Regions from separate parts of the Ovis aries genome. Here region 1 is linked to region 2. A link is a contact called in public Hi-C data. All regions are on one chromosome and are shown on one strand. The core of a region is the stretch at or near the end of the contact, and the rest is flanking DNA. Distances in the headings are between cores, read along the strand shown. Region 1 holds the start of PARP11 (poly(ADP-ribose) polymerase family member 11). Region 2 holds the start of CCND2 (cyclin D2).

What was found. A called contact is a pair of places that touch in the nucleus more often than the background predicts.
Region 1: a contact with region 2 is called in a Hi-C map of tail adipose tissue, with 4 times the contacts expected there. The contact joins the promoter of PARP11 here to the promoter of CCND2 in region 2. A contact is called at or near these places in 12 of 16 Hi-C or Micro-C datasets (blood, hypothalamus, liver and 5 more).

Annotation. Positions count from the first base shown.
Region 1 is chr3:211,942,693-211,948,089 of ARS-UI_Ramb_v3.0, forward strand. PARP11 (poly(ADP-ribose) polymerase family member 11) reads left to right here and starts at 1,569. Exons shown (of 9, transcript XM_042247636.2): 1 at 1,569-1,973.
Region 2 is chr3:211,617,150-211,622,559 of ARS-UI_Ramb_v3.0, forward strand. CCND2 (cyclin D2) reads right to left here and starts at 3,946. Exons shown (of 5, transcript NM_001127290.1): 1 at 3,752-3,946; 2 at 1,809-2,024. The coding sequence starts at 3,946. It overlaps LOC105608579 (a long non-coding RNA gene), which reads left to right and starts at 2,549. Exons shown (of 3, transcript XR_006059463.2): 1 at 2,549-2,984.

The DNA.
Region 1 (5,397 bases), core at 319-2,818, 320 kb after region 2:
TTTACCTCCTTGAAATTAGCTCCTAGAAATGGCATTGTTCAATAAAAGATTATGGAAATTTCATATTGCCAAGCTATGGGGCAGGGATCTTTATTTAACCTTTTTTTTTTCCACTTTATTTTTTGTCAAGTGGCTAACCAGTGTCCCAGTATTACTTACTAAATAATCCATTCTTTCCTCACCACTTTGTAATCGATTTACTATACATATTGGATTGAAGGATATCTGTATATCCTATATTTCATAGTAAGTGAAAAAAGTCAGATTCTCAATCTGTAGGTATTCTTGGACAAATAAAAAACTGTAATCTGTGGAGTTATATAAAAGCTCAGAAGTATCTTTTTTTTTTTTTAAGTTTTTTTCCTTTTTTTTTTTTTTTTGACGTGGACCATTTTTAAAGTCTTTGCTGAATTGTTACAATAGTGCTTCCGCTGTTTACACTTTAGTTTTCTGGAGGAGGGGCTCGTAGCTCCCTGACAAAGGCTAAGCATAGGAAGGTGAATCCTTAACCACCTGACTGCCAAGGAAATCCCTCAAAAGGACCTTAAATTGTTTCCTTATAGTACTTCTTTGCCTAGAAAATCCTTCCCCTCTTGTAGCTCATTTTACCTAGGTAACTTCAATAGGAGGGCATCCTATTTAAGTCTTAGCTTAAATTTCTTGGTGGGTGTGGGGTAGGGGGGCTCGACATAGTGGGTAGGCAGACACGTTGTCCTAGGTAAGCATTCTTTCAAAGAATCCTGTACTTGCCATACTACCTACAAACCATCCTGCACGTTCTTACTTATCTAAATTATACCTTATTGTTTCTCTGGACCCCAAGCTCTATGAGGGCTGCATACGGGTCAGTCTTACTCACTCTGGAGCCTAGCACAGTGCCTGGCAAAGAACCTTCACTAACTGAGCACTTACTGTTTGCCAAATACCGCGCTAGGTGCTTTTAACAACCTCACTACACCCTTGCTAAGTCACTTCAGTCGTGTCCGACTCTGGGCGACCCCATAGACGGCAGCCCGCCAGGCTCCCCCGTCCCTGGGACTCTCCAGGCAAGAACAGTGGAGTGGGTTGCCATTTCCTTCTCCAATGCGTGAAAGTGAAAAGTGAAAGTGAAGTCGCTCAGTCGCGTCCGACTGGGTGACCCCATGGACTGCAGCCTACCAGGCTCCTCCATCCATGGGATTTTCTAGGCAAGAGTACTGGAGTGGCTTGCCATTGCCTTCTCCGCACTACACCCTTAGATACTATTATCACCTCAGTTCTGAGCGTGAGGAATCCGAGTCTGAGCGTGAAAGCTTGTCCTGGGGGCTATTAATTCCCAGGCCTGTCTACCTCTTGGTCACTACGCGGTGATCAATAAATATAAGAGGGAGAACAGCCAGCGAGGCTTGACGTTCTCTCACAGTGGACGCTACACTGCAGCTGCAGCCCTGGAAGGGCGCTTCGACTGAAAGCCCTTAAACAACCCCAGGACCACTTAGACTCTCGCAGGCCCCGCCCACCCCGCGCCGAGGGCGGAAGGGAGCGTCAGGGGCGGGGCGGGCTTCCGGGGACGGGGCGGGGCCGGCGGTGGTTGGCCGGCTGCAGCCGGAAGTCGGGAGGTTTGGGGTCCGAAGACGCCGGCCTGTAACAGGGGAAAAGGAGGCCTACGAGAAGGTTGCCTCTCCATCCCTTGGCTCCCGGGGACCCTCGGGAAAAACCGAGTGCCCCGACCCTGCGGCCGGCCCCTTCCCCTAGGCTCTCTCCGCTCGATTTCGCCACCGCTATGTGGGAAGCGAATCCGGTGAGTAGCCGGGAGGGATGGGGCGGACCGATGGGCGGGGTTGACGGGAGAGGGCGGGCGGAGTTCCCGGGAACTGCGTCCCCCACACCCCGCACCTCTCCTGGCCCAGCCGGCCGGCTGTTGAGTTCCGAGAACGCGGAGGCCCCGGGTTCGGCGGCTCCGGCAGCGCCTTGCGAACAGTGGAGAAGGCTCGGTGGGTCCCCAGCGCTGGGCAGGCTGTCTGTTCCGTCCCAGTGATTGATTTGGACTCGCTGTGGTTTCTCTGCCCCCCGTCACGCCACACCGTCGTTTTAGACTGCGTTTTGCTGTCTGGCTGGCGTTTCCTGGGCCTCGAATCTGTGAGTCTTCGTTAGGCTCAGATGTACTTGCCAGCCCCCCACCTCACCCCTCTCCAAAGCGAAGGGGCTTTCCCCCCGGACTCTCCCCTGAATGGGCCTAAGGGGAACCGCAGGGGCGCCGTTCCCCTTTCTGATGGACAGCCTGCGGAAACTGGGGTGGGAGGGGTGGAGAGGCGAACGTATGTTCTTAGATTTTTTTTTTTCCTCCCCCGGATGGACAGAAGTGGTGACCTGGAGCGTTTCCGTTGCAAGTCTTTTTCCCTCCGGTATTCTCATTGTGTCTACATATATTTTTGTTTATTTTGCTTTTGGACCTTAATATGCAGCTTTCAAAGAGAGGAGTCCGTTTGCCATCTCCTGTTAGAGGCGAAGTCGCCTGGTAACACAAATATACTCTGTTTACACCTTTGAGTTAACTGGAAAATGGCAGAATCATGTATCAGCGAATTGTTGGCCAAAATATGTGCAGCTACCCCGTCTACTGAGAGAAATTCCTAAATCTACTTTAATAACCTCGTTTCCATCAATACTACATCTTCCCCATCCCTGGAATATATTTCCAGGTAAATAAGAGAGTTATCAGTAAATTCCCATCTGTTTTTCCCCAGCAGAAACTAGTCTGTTGCTCTGGATTTTTTCGCTGCATGTTGTGGTTCCATCCCAGACCTTCGTGTAATGATGGTCATCATTTAAGACCTTTTTTTTTTTTTTTTTTGCTCAGACATAGAATCCTCTAATATAAGGCCACATCAGAGGAAAGTAATTGCTGGGTTTTGATTTTAGCAAAAATAATTGCAGATTGTGAGAATGTATTCTGCTTATATATTCACTTTCGCTGTCATCAGTCAGTTTCATATATTATTATTATATGTGTGTTTGTGTGTATATCCAAGTTTTTATTGGCTGTCCTCTTTCTGGTTTCTCCCTAACACATCTTTACTCATCTAAGTACATGTCTTGCTCAGAGTCACATGTCTTAAATCCTTCATTATGTTGTAAGCTCCACAGGGGCAGAGATTTTTGTCTGTTTTGTTTCCTGTGGCATCCAAAGACTAGGGAAGAGAGCCTGGCATATAGTGGGTGCTCAGTAAATGCCTGTTGAATTCACAAAGGCCATTGTATCAACACTGGGAAGACTCCTTTGCTCCATTTTTTTTCTCCTTCTCCATCACTTACAGATCAGAATTCACTGTTGGGTCACTGGTGTGTTTGTGAGGGTTATAGAGGCGCTAGTGAATATCTCCTGTATTTAGTTTGTTTTGTCATTATCTCACTTCTTTGGAAGGAATGCTTGGTTTTCTCTGAAATCACCCTAGCAATTTTGCTTGATTTCAGTAGAGCAGACTGACTTTTGTTAATTGTGATGAACTTTCCACCTACAAACCCACATTCTTCTTCTGACCCTTGTGATGCCACTCTAACATGTCTTAATGCTCCTGTGTTTTCTTACTGATACTGTTTTTCTTCCTCTGAGCATGTGAATACTGTCAATAAGGAAAGTTTGTGAAGTGGAAGTCGCTCAGTCATGTCCAACTCTTTGCGACCCCATGGACTACATAGTCCATGGAATTTTCCAGGCCAGAATACTGGAGTGGGTAGCTTTTCCCTTCTCCAGGAGATCTGCCCAACCCAGGGACTGAACCCAGGTCTATTTTGTATAAATACAGTCAGCATCCTGCATTTGGTTTTCCTCTGGCAATTTGTTAGTTTCTTTTAATAGAAGAAGCATCTGGATTGTCTGTCCAGCTGTGCTCCTGGAGTAAAAATTAATTTTAATGTTTTTCTAAACCAAACACAATTGGGAAGATGAAAAAAAATGCATCCTAAAGATGAATATTTGGGGGGGCTCCAAAATCAGTGCAGATGGTGGTTGCAGCCATGAAATTAAAAGACGCTTACTCCTTGGAAGAAAAGTTATGACCAATCTAGACAGCATATTGTAAAGCAGAAACATTACTTTGCCAACAAAGGTCCGTCTAGTCAAGGCTGTGGTTTTTCCTGTGGTCATGTATGGATGTGAGTTGGGCTGTGAAGAAAGCTGAGTGCCGAAGAATTGATGCTTTTGAACTATGGTGTTGGAGAAGACTCTTGAGAGTCTGTTGGACTGCAAAGAGATCCAGCCAGTCCATTCTGAAGGAGATCAACCCTGGGATTTCTTTGGAGGCAATGATGCTGAAGCTGAAACTCCAGTACTTTGGCCACCTCACGTGAAGAGTTGACTCATTGGAAAAGACTCTGATGCTGGGAGGGATTGGGGGCAGGAGGAGAAGGGGACGACCGAGGATGAGATGGCTGGATGGCATCACTGACTCGATGGACGTGAGTCTGAGTGAACTCTGGGAGTTGGTGATGGATGGGGAGGTGTGGCATGCTGCGATTCATGGGGTCGCAAAGAGTCAGAAACGACTGAGCGACTGAACTGAACTGAAAGATAAATACTGATGACTCTGTTACCCACCAGTGTGAATTACTGTTTACTATTTCTTTCCATTGAACGGTATAATAAATTCTACTTTGTGGAGGAAGGCATAGTGAACTGTTTTAATTGAAGACGTCTGCTAGTTTCTCCCTGTATTGTTTTGGTAGTATCCATGACTCTGATATGCCACCTGTTATCTGCAAATATATCTCCTCTGGCAAATACACCTCCTGTGTGATACTGTATTCTACTTGCAAGTGTTTTGGGGAGATACTGCGCTGACTCTGGCTGTGGTAATACTAGAAGCAGCCGCCCCCTTCCACCTGGAACATCCCCCAGACATGTTTGGAGTGTGGAAAATCACCATGAACTTGCAGCATTTCCTTGGGTGGGGGGAAACCCCACACAAGAAAACCAAGGAGCTATAAATAAACTTTATCTCAGCACACAGTTTTATTTTCCTTTTTCAAGACAGTCATGAGGTTGGTGGTGATTCTCTTCAAGTCTTTTACCAGCCAGGCACCGACCGAGGCAGACCCGGTTGACAGGCGGCTGGCTCTCAGTTCCAGTGGGGGTTCCTGGCAGTTCTCCACCCACTGGGGGAGGCAGCCCTTGGCCAGTGTCCCCCAGTTTAGGAAAACGGCAAGATCTGCAGAAAGGACTTGGAAGGGGCACCATCACTGCCTTGATTCTGCATGCCCTGATCTTGCCCTGCCTTTTGCTCTCTCTGCCGTTGTCTACCCCTCTTTGCTGAAAGTAGATTGTCAACATTATGACAACCCACTCCAGTACTCTTGCCTGGGAAATCCCATGGATGGAGGAACCTGGTAGGCTACAGTCCATGGGGTTGCAAAGAATCG
Region 2 (5,410 bases), core at 2,696-5,195:
AGCAGCCCACCTACTGAAAAAACCTTGTTTCTTTTCCTCATGGAGGTACTTCAGGGGGAATTATGCTCAAGGGAAACAAGTCAAAAAGAATGCCTTAAAAAAACGTGCAGTCAGAGGGAAAACAGGTCTATCGATAGATCACCGTCAGAGGAACGAGAGGCTGAGAGCAGCCTGCCAGTGCAGCTCGCTCCCACATTCACCCGGGGAAACTGACTCTCTTCCCCCCAGCCACCGGAGCCCCATTCTGCCCACGGCACCCACCGGCTGTGTGGTCTCCCCCAAAGCCCTCCCCTCCCTGGTCTTAGCTTCCTCATTGGTAGAATTGGAGGACCCCTCTAGAGCTCAACTTCTGGGATAAAGAGACTAGGAACAGACACGTGTGTCTGCAGAAATACAAATTAGCTTGGCAGACCCTCAAAAAACTTGGGGTGCTCTAAAAGATCTGAGCTCCCCATCATGATGAAACAGTGATGCAAAAGGAAGATTATTTTTCCTGGTCTTCCTTGGGGAAAACAAATAATAACTGGATCTTAATTCTACCCATTTGTTTGTCTTTACTGGCTTTAATGTCGGCCTTTGCTTTTTTCCGGAGGTTGGGGGTAAAAACACAGATAGCCTTCTAAACAATCAGGGTCTTCCAAGACGGCTTGAAATTCCAGCTCTCCTTCTCACCGGAGAATGTGAGTATAAACCACTCGACTTGTACCATTATTAAAGGAAGCAGATCTCCCAGAAGAAAGCACCTTTCTGGGCCTCTCCGACCAAACCAGAAGCAGCTGAAATCTGGCAGCTGTTCAAAGGTGAGGTCATTCATGCCCCTCTGCATTCTCGGAGATTCCTCCCCGTCCTTGCACATGTCTGCCGCTAGGTGGCAGCACAGCCTCAGGGAGGACGGCCTCTCACAAAGAACTCAGTTCAGGCAGCCAGTCCAGGCCCTCTGGACTTCGGCGCAGGCCTGGCCAGCAGCGAGGGAGGGTGGAGGTGGGGGGGGCGCTCTTCCAAAAGAGTTGGGAGATGGGTGTGCAGATCACTGAAGGTGGGCCTCTGGGGCTACTCAGCCAATGCCACACTACGGCTACATGGACGTCTTAAAGGTGAAGCTGCAGAGGCAAAGGGTCCTTCCTACTGGGTGGGGAAAAGGTTTGCTGGCAGAAAACCAGAGCCCAGACAAGATCCCCATGTCTGTACAGAGGTTACAGCCCCACCAAAGACGGGAATCCATGCCTCCGAATCCTCCCACAAAGGGCCAAACTTGACTCTGCTCAAAAGCCAGTGAGTTGGTGTTTAGTGAACAGCTGCTATGTCCAGGTATGCCAGAGAGACTGAGAGATTCCCTAGACGCTACCTTTGAACTCCTAGTTCTTAGGAGACACGTCACAACGCGTCTGGATCATGTTGAGGTTGACGACTGTCTCAGAAGTCAGTGATTGAAAACTGGGAATTTGATTAAAATATTATCACTGTGTTCTATACCTCCACTACACACACACACACACACACACACACTCTCTCTCTCTCTCTCTCTCTCTCTCTCTCTCTCTCTTTCTGCAAATGAGTGTCACCAACCCAAAACTCTGTGAAGGAGAATCTTATGCATGGGCGGAGCCTGAGTGCTTTGTATATACAGTCCAGCACACAGTAGGAACACAAGGAGTCTCAATAGGAAAAGTCAGAGTTCCCCAAAGGGTGGACATTTCACAGATGGGTAATTTGGGGTCCTAAGAGTTTGTTCTGGGAGCGGTGGGTCAAGGCGGATTAGGCCAGGGCAGAGCAGAAAGGCAGGCAGGCAGGAAGGAGGCAGGCATTACCAGCAGCTCCTGAGGCTTGATGGAGTTGTCGGTGTAAATGCACAACTTCTCAGCGGTCAGCGGGATGGTCTCTTTGAGCTTGGACGCCAGGAACATGCACACGGCCCCCAGCAGCTGCAGATGGGTCTTCGGAGTTGGGACTCCGGCCAAGAAGCGGTCCAGGTAATTGATGGCGAGAGGAAAGACCTCCTCTTCGCACTTCTGCTCCTCACAGACCTACGACATGAGTGGGAAGGGGTCGGGGTAGGGGGAGACCATCATATCAGGAAAGGAGGAAGAAAGGGAAATCGCACAATCCAGGGAAATGACAAAAATGTTGAATTTGGGGGGAGGGGAGGGGAGTAGAATAAGCGATAAGAATGAAGACGAGGAAACTGGGGGCAATTTACATGGCCATCCGCGCGGGGGTCCTCCCCGGGAACTTAAAATCTCAAAGGAGAGGGGGCTTAAGGACCCCGAAGCCGAGGGCGCAGCAGCGCCGGCCCCGCCGCCCCCGTGGGCCGCTCACTACTCCGGGCGCTCGCACTCACTCACTCTCTTTTTTGGATTTCGTCATCTTTTCAAAAAATCAATAAAAATATTCTGGAGGCTCCAGGGGTCTCGTTCTTGGTCTCATTCGGATCCCCAGACCCTGCTCTATCATTCCCGACAATTGAAAAAATTGTCTGGAGGGGTCCCCGCGGCCCAGGCGCCGCATTTGGGGGGGTGGGTGGGGAGAGGTGGGGAAGCGGGGGGAGGGCGGAGGGAGCGAGCGCCGCGCAGCCTGGGCGGCCGGAGTCGGAGCAGGGGAGACGGGTTCAAAAAATAATTAAAAATCGAGGAAATATCCCAGAAAAGCCCTTTCGCCGTGAAAACCCCGCAGAGGACCCAGGCTTCCCGCAGCGGAGGTTTGAGGCGCCGGGAAGGTCTGGAGCGCGACCCCTGGGGCTTCGGATCCCGAGGGGAAACTTGCAGGGGAGAGCGCGGCGGCGGGAGTGTCCGGCCGCGGCCCACAAGGGCAGAGGCCGGGGACGGTGGCGAAGAGCTGGGGGACGCTCGTGGACGGGGAGCCGCCGGGGAGAGGCGCGGGGGGCTCCGGCCTCTCCTTCGGGGGGGCCCCGCTATCCCCCCTGCACACACCTCCTCCCCCTCCCACCCCACCCAGATCTCCGCACCCAGGAAACTGAAGGCCGAACCGTAAGTAACCTTCACGAGGGGGCGGGGTGGGTGATGGGGGAGAGAGGGCGCCATCAGAAGTGGGGGGACCGGGGTCGTGGGGTGCGAGGGGGAGCAGGCGACGCGTCCAGCCGCTCCACCCCCGAGTTTACAAAGCAACATGGCGAAACCACGGCAGGTCCGGAGCCGTGCAGACGTGGGCACACGGCAAGGGTTCGGAGCAAGGGGAAAGAAGTGCTTCTTCTGGGTTCCCCGAAAACACACGTTTCTTCAGTGTGACTTCCGGGGCTCCTGAATTCCCCATTTCTCTTCTCCCTCCGCCCTCTCCCTCCCCCCTTAAGTGCCAACGCGGAGTCCCGACCACATGCGGGGACCCGAGGCTAGGACCCATTTGCTCTGGCCTTTGCGGGGGAAGGGGGTGCAGCTGACTTTTTAACTTCGGGGTTCACCCTCCCATTCTCTTCTTCAAGGCACCGCAAGCAGCCTCGGCTTAGCAAAAGGTCGCGGCGGGGGTGGGTGCCGGTGGGAAGAGGTGGCAGCCGCATGCAGGCACACGCGCTCGGGATGCTCCCCCACCCCCAGCCCTGGGACAACCTCGCTGCTCTCCCCCTCCCCCCGCCCCGGGAATCTTGCACCCCCCGCAAGGAACCGAGAGGAAGCCACGCGTCTGGCCGAGGGCGCGGGGGTAAGCTCTGGCGCAGGAGTGGGGGGGCGGGCTCCCGAGGCTGCCCTCGCCCAGGTTCCGGGACCGGCGCGGGCGCCGACGGAGCGCCTGCCTGCAGCCCTACCTCCAGCATCCAGGTGGCCACCATCCTGCGCATGTAGGGCTGAATGTCCTTCTGCACGCACTTGAAGTAGGAGCACTGGGGCAGGTAGCGCTCCTCGATGGTCAGCAAGTTCTGCAACACGCGGTCGTCGTGGAGCAGGTTGGCGTCCGGCACGGCCCTGCGGACCGGCTCCACCTCGCCGCACAGCAGCTCCATGGCCAGCTGGCTACTCGCTCGTGCCCCTGCGATCTCCGGACTGGAAAAGTTGGGGGTTTTTTGGGAGGGGGGAGGGGAGAGGATTCCCCGTACCTCCTTCCTTTGGCTAAATAAGGGTTTTTTTAGAGGGGTAGAGTTAAAGGCAGAGAGAGAGAGAGAGAAGCCGGGGAGGAAGAGTGGAAAGGGAAGGATGGGCGGTGGGAGAGGAGCGCCCCGGGGGCGGCTGACTCTCTCTGCCCTCCCCTTCAAACTTGTCTGCTCTCCCCAGCTCGCTCGGCTCTCTGCTCGCTGAGGCAGTGACGCAAACTGGCTGGGCAGTTACTTCTCCTCCCTCTCGCCTCACCCCCCTCTCCGGTTCCTCCTCCCCTTCCCTCCCCTCCCGGCCCTCCCCTCCTCCTTTCAGTCTCTCCCTCCTTTCCCCTCTTGTTATTAAGGAGAACAGCAGCTGGCCCGACCAAACTTCAAACGCGGTCCCCCGCGCCGCCCCCCACCCTCTCCCTTAGCTCTCCGAGGCCCTCTCCCTCCACCAAGCCAGGGGCCCAGGAGAGGGGAACCCACCAAAAAAACCACAAAACCCCACCGATCCCTACTTATTCCCTGTAATTGCAGCCCATTCTGTAGGTGCATCCCGCCAAAAATACGACCCTCCGACTCTGGTTTCCTCAAACATGATCGCTACACTCCAGCCCACGAATTTAAGATCCAGGAATGACGGGTGGGTGAGCTGAAGATGAGGTGGGCTCAAACGACTGAGAAATAAGATCCCTTATATGAGCCCGAAGGAGGGTGATTTTGGAAAACAGTTAACTTTGCATACCCAGAGGGAAAGGGTATGTATGGCCCTGAAATGTACGTTCTTAATCATTTTCAGCCTGTTTCCGAAACCCGATTATAGGGACCAAAATACACCCCCCCACTCCGCCCCATGCCACCGCCCCACCCCCCCCACCACGCAGATGTGTGGGGAAAGGAAGAAGGCGGAGGGGTTGGTGTCCGGAGGGAGGGGGCGCTTCTTCGACGTGGGAGAATGTGACCTAGGAGCAGAAACCCTCCCGTTCTTGGGGCGCCGCAGGCGCCACTGGGAGACGCGGGGAGGCGCCCCGAGCCGCCGCAGGCCGGGGGCAGGGCTACCAGCGGTTCCGCCGCGGCCAGCGGCCACGCAGGAAAAACCCGCTTCCTCGCCCTGCATCTGCTGACAAGCCGCCCGAGGTGTCTGCGCCGAGCGTGGCCACACTGATACAGCTTTCTAGGAAATAGCCCGGGGCGGGGGGGGGGGCCGGGAGGGGGGCGAGAAAGGGGGGTAGATTGGGCTCCCTGTCTCTCCCCCAGCGCCAACGACACCACTCCTTCGTTTCCTCCGAGGCCCAAGATCTCCCACCCCGGGTCCCTCGCCGGCACACTCGCGGACCCTCCGGGTTCACGCCTCCATCGCAGCCAGGGCTTTCTCCTCGAGAACTGGACTGC